Linked DNA regions of Cricetulus griseus: region 2 is linked to region 1. The links are chromatin contacts, called in public Hi-C maps. All regions are on one chromosome and are shown on one strand. Each heading gives the region's core, a stretch centred on a gene start, on an enhancer-like site or on the middle of the called end of the contact. The rest is flanking DNA. Distances are from core to core; before and after follow the strand shown. Region 1 overlaps Sbno2 (protein strawberry notch homolog 2). Region 2 holds the start of Stk11 (serine/threonine-protein kinase STK11).

Region 1 (2,577 bases), core at 24-2,523:
CGTGTTGGACAGTGAGGTCACCGGGTCTTCGAGAGCTGAAAATGGCCCACTAGGCAGGAACAGCTGTAGGGAATTCAGGGGAGGGTGTGAGCCATGGCCTCCTGTGCCAGTGCCTGTATCCTGAGGGGCTGCTCCATTCTTAGGGGCCTGGCAGACCCTGGTAGGATGGGCTGAGGACAGATTGTGCCCCTGTGTGGCACAAGAGGAACCATGAGGCAGTAGCAGACAAAAGCCAGTCAAGCAGTCCTGGCACGCAGACTTAGACACTGCAGGCCAGGCGAGCGTCCCTGGAAGTAACTATGCACCCAGTAGCTAAGGAACGGCCCTGGAAGACCTCCTCAGGGTGATCAGGTAAGAATGTCCCCAACACTGTGACCACACTCCTCTACAAGAGAGATGGATGGCCCTGAGTCTCATCCTTGTGAACAGGGGCAGGGCACGTACCACGAGCCACAAGTGCTGACCCTGAGCTGGACAAATGGTGTGGACTGGCCAATGAGTTGTGTCTGTAGCCATTGCAGGGGAAGTGGTTCTCCTTTGCAAACTGATTCTCAATTCCCCAATGTAGACATAAGGATAGATTTTAAAGACTTAGTCATCATGTATGTAAAGTTGCTGCATGCATGCAGTGCCTGTGGAGGCCAAAAGAAAGCCCGGCTTCCCTGAAACTGTGTTAGAGACAGTTGGGGTCCACCATGTAGGTGCTGGGGACAAAGCCTGCAATGGCAGCACACCCCCTTTTATTTGTTTGGTTTTTTAAAGTAAGGGTCATGCAACCCAGGCTGGCCTCAAACTTCCTGTATAGCTAAGGAGCCTAAAATCCCAATCCTCCTGCCAGAGCCTCCTGAGTGCTGTGATTACAGGTACAGCAGCGCACCTGGTTCACATGGTGCAGAGATGGAGCCCAGGGCTTTGTGCACGTCCACTAAGCCTGCTCCCAGCTCCTGATGGCAGGCAGGCCTTCAGCCTTGACCTGCAGGGCTCACTGGGGACTCAGCATTCTTGAGAGAGGACAGGAGTCTCTGGGGGCACTGCAGGGATAGTCACTATCACATGTCCCTTGCTCTGCTGGGAACAGGGCCAGGGGTGTTGAAAGCCAGCGGAAGCTTGGGAAGGTTACAAGTCCACACTCAACCCTCCTGACTCCTCCTTTTTTTTTTTTTTTTTCCTTTTCTTTCTTTCTTAAATTAACAAAAACCCAAACAGACTGGTGGAGGTTCCTGGAAGGCTGAGTCATGTTCCGGCCTGCAGGCCAGGCTGGGGCAGTGCAGGGTGTTAGGTTTCAGATATGGGGCTTGGTCTACAGCAGCCTGGGGCCCTGGGCGGGGTGGGCAGTACCTTGTGGCCTTGATCTCAGCATCAAACAGGCCTTCTGGCTCCTCATAGCAGGAGGTAGAGGGGCAGCCTGTCCTCCTGCTGGCCCTGTGCCAACTGCATTACTGGCCCTTACCTCAGAGCTGTATGGCATCAAGGTCTCCCATCTGGAGAGTCCTGGGAGTGTTCCTAACTTACACTCTTAAAGTCTAGAAGCTTCTATCTGGAAGACCCCAGCAAGGCCTGGACTGCGGTTCTTTGCATCACTAGGATTAGGGGCCACGTCAGGCTCAGTGATGCTCTGTCCATGCCAAGGTCTCCCCAGGTTGGGACCATGCATGTCATTAGTGTCCTCTGGGGGCAAAACTACCTGCTGATCAAGAGCCTTCTGGGTCAGTGTCCTGTATACCCCGAAGTCTGGGTACCCTATAGTCACCTGCCTAAGTTCTGCGGTGCTGTCCACGTGGAAACCCATCCAGTGTATGGAGTGAGAGAAGAGGTCAGTCCCAGAAGCCAAAGTCCCCTGGGAGATACTGTCTGACTCACTGTGGTGAGCTCTGGGGTCTCATGGTTTTAGGGAGTCATCAGCTAAGTATCTCCTCACCCTGGATAGGAGGCCAGGTGTTCCCTGAGGCATCCTGGGCCCTGCAGGGAGCAAAGCAGGGTTGCTGACTACCATCCACTCAGGCCAGTCACGTATGTCTGTCCCCCAGCATGTCTCTGGGGGACACTGAGGGCAGAGTTCTTGGGGTGAGAACTGGTAACCTAAATTGCCTTTGGAGTCAGACACGCTGGCTAACATCTGTCACCCCAGCACTCGATCAGGAGTTAAAGGGCAACCTTGGCTGCCGAGCAGAGTCTCGGCTACGTGACACTGCAGCTCAGAAACTGAGGCACCAAAGAGAAACAGACTCAGCCTGCTCCGTGTCTCTCTTGGATGTGCCCATGTGCACAGCAGGCACACAGCACCTGAGATCCAATAGGGGTCGTCTGGGGACATGGGATGTGTGGCGGGCCTCTAGGGCTGTGGAGATTGTTCCTCCAGCCTCTGAGGTACAGGACCCTTCTAACTCAGGCCTGAGCATGCCGTCTTCACTCCTGAGAAAGAGCTCAGGCCACAGCCCCCACCCCACACGCTCCCCTTGTGTCACCAGACTGAGCCTGCTCACCTTGTCATGGGTAGCTGAGGTGGTGCTGACATCCCAGATTGTGGACACTTCGTTGAGGCTGTCGACATGCACGAAGTCAGGTGTGTCGGGGATG
Region 2 (2,577 bases), core at 23-2,522, 47 kb after region 1:
TCCCACTCGCGGCCGTTCTCCGGAGGACGTTGGCGCGCGTGAACTCTAACCCGAGTCCCGAAACTCCGAGGTCACTTCTACAAGCTACCTTACCGCTCGTCAGTCGCGCTGGCTGACGGGCGTCTGTAACGACCATTCAGAGATAAGATCCCGCCTACACACATCAGCGCTGACCAATTCCATCTCTGGAGCCCCACCGAGGGGCGGGGCTTGAAGCCACCGCCCACAGCCGTTCATGTCGCTCCTTTACAGTCGCTTGCTTACTCCAATTCTCATTGACGGGCGTCTGAGTCAACCAATGAGAACGTAGGTCCCGCCTTCTGAGGTGGAACCCGAGCTGTCCAATGTCAGCTCGAGCGCCTACTCCGATCCAAATAGGCCAATCCGCGTTGGGAATTGAGGCGTGTCTGGGGGCGGGACTTAAGGCTACAGCCAACGGCCGCGCACGTCGGCTCCGCGAGGGGGCGTGTCCGCCGTTGAGGCGTGCGACGACGGCGCGGCGCAGGGCGGTAAACAAGATGGCGGCGGCGTGTCGGTCTAGGGAAGGGGAGGCGGCTCACGGTGTCCGCGAGTGAGGCGCGAGCCGCGGAGGGTGGCGCCGGCTTGGAGTTTCCCCTCGCGGGCAGCATCTTTCTGCCTGAAGTTCGATTCCCCCCTCGCCGCTCCGGCCTCCTGCCTGTCGCGCGGCGGCTTGGCGGCGAGGGGGACCCGCCGCCCGGGGTGTTTTTTTACCCATCGGTCTCCGGAAGATTCACTACCCCGACTTCGGTGCCTGCGGCCTGCGGGTGTCCCGGTGCCCTGCGTCCGGGTGGAGTCCGCGTCCCGGGAAGTCACGGAACTAAGGGGCCGCGCGGGGCGTCGGCGCGGGCCGGACATGGACGGCGCGGACCGGCCTCGGCGCTGCCGCCTTGGGCGCCTGAGCGCGGGGCCCGAGTGGCGACCATGACCTAGCGGCCCGCGCGCCGCGACGGCGGACCGTCGCCTCCGTCGGAAGCAGCGTCCCCGGGGACCTGAATTGGGGGGACGCGAGGGTTGGCGGGGTTCGTTGCTTTTCCTTTTTTTTTTTTTTCCCTCATTGAACATCTAGAAGAAAGGGGGAAAAGTCAAAAGTGAAGAATTGGCGCCCACGAAGGGGACGTGGACCCGGTCGAGGGGACCGGGAGTGTTGGGGAGGCTTTTTTTCTTTCTCCGTTTTCCTTCTTGAACATTTGTAAGAAGCGGGGCGGGGCGGGGCGGGCGGGGGGGAGATTCGAACTCGAAAAGAATTGGCGTCCCTGAAGGGGACAAAGACTGGGCCAGGATGGACGTGGGGGATCCCCAGCCGCTGGGCCTTTTTCCAGAGAGTGAGCTGATTTCGGTGGGCATGGACACCTTCATCCACCGCATCGATTCCACCGAGGTGATCTACCAGCCGCGCCGCAAGCGCGCCAAGCTCATCGGCAAGTACCTGATGGGGGACCTGCTCGGGGAGGGCTCGTACGGCAAGGTGAAGGAGGTGCTGGACTCCGAGACCTTGTGTCGCAGGGCGGTCAAGATCCTCAAGAAGAAAAAGCTACGCAGGATCCCCAATGGCGAGGCCAACGTCAAGAAGTAGGTGCCAAGGGCCTGGGGCCGGCCTTGAGCTTTCGGGCGGCCCTTCCTCTTTTCTCTCTACTTCCTGGCCCTATTCTTTCCTCCCCTCTAACCTTCCTCCCCTTCTCATTTCCTTCCTCCCTCTTTTTCCTCTCCCCTCTCTGCCACTATCCCTAAGCGTCACCGCGTAGGGACTGTGTGCTAGGGCAGCCCCCAGGACTTCCCTAGGGGGGAGGTCGTGTGGCCACGTCCAGCCCTCTTTTTTCGGCCGGATCTTGGCGCGGGCCTGGCCTGGCTTCCTTGGCGGGCGTTGCCAGGCGGGTGGCTACTTTGTTTACGGAGTCAGAGGGAACTGGTGGGGCCAAAAATAATGGTGAACACAGGCTGGGAGGCGGGAGGCAGGGGCAGGAGGTAGCTAGCCAGTGTTGGCGCTGGTCCCTGCGGTGTCCTGCGTGCTTGGTGTCGCTGGGCCTTGGGAACTCTATCGCCTGTCCGGCTGGGCGGAACTTAGGAAACCTCACCTACTGTCTTCCAAGAAGGGGCCTTATCTGTGGGGCCAGCACTGGCAGAGACTCTGCCTGGCTGGTGACCTTGCTTGTGGTCCTGTCCCAGGAAAAGCTGGGAGCTCCTTGTTTTTGCCAGCTGGGCGCTGCTCTTGAGTGGTTCTCACAGGGAGGTGGGTAGCTCCCCAGGACCAAGTGTGTGCACCCAGCTGGTGGAGCAGGGCAGGCTGGTGTCTTGGGCTAGCCTCAGACCTGTTTGGCTTCTTGTATAGGACTGGCCCTGGGTTATTCTGGCTCTGTGGGGCCTGGGGGTGTTCCTCCAGGTGTGACCAGCTAGAGGTTAGAGACCTGAGCTGGGGAAAACCTGGTTCCAAATCACTGTTTTCTGAAAGTGGAGGTGTCTTAGGCTGATAACCTTACATCTGGGTGGTGTCTACTGGTCTGCTGAGGCAAGCAGCCCCTCCCAGGTCTTCAGCCCCCTTTGGCTTCAGGGTTATGGCCC

The links. Hi-C and Micro-C count contacts between places; a contact is called where the count stands out from the background.
Region 2: a contact with region 1 is called in a Hi-C map of the CHO-K1 cell line, with 4 times the contacts expected there. The contact joins the promoter of Stk11 here to the enhancer-like site in region 1. A contact is called at or near these places in 4 of 8 Hi-C or Micro-C datasets (the CHK-Q cell line, the CHO-K1 cell line and fibroblasts).

Annotation. Positions count from the first base shown.
Region 1 is chr5:100,868,323-100,870,899 of CriGri-PICRH-1.0, forward strand. Sbno2 (protein strawberry notch homolog 2) reads right to left here. Exons shown (of 31, transcript XM_035445448.1): 5 at 2,484-2,577; 6 at 1-189. Among named protein-coding and RNA genes, the nearest start is that of Gpx4, 17 kb to the left of the region's middle. Within about 2 kb of position 1,274, at least 4 of the 6 cell types and tissues checked have open chromatin away from gene starts, as enhancers often do. A contact at or near this core is called in the CHO-K1 cell line and fibroblasts, where this site is marked.
Region 2 is chr5:100,914,926-100,917,502 of CriGri-PICRH-1.0, forward strand. Stk11 (serine/threonine-protein kinase STK11) reads left to right here and starts at 1,273. Exons shown (of 9, transcript XM_027419395.2): 1 at 1,273-1,590. The coding sequence starts at 1,301.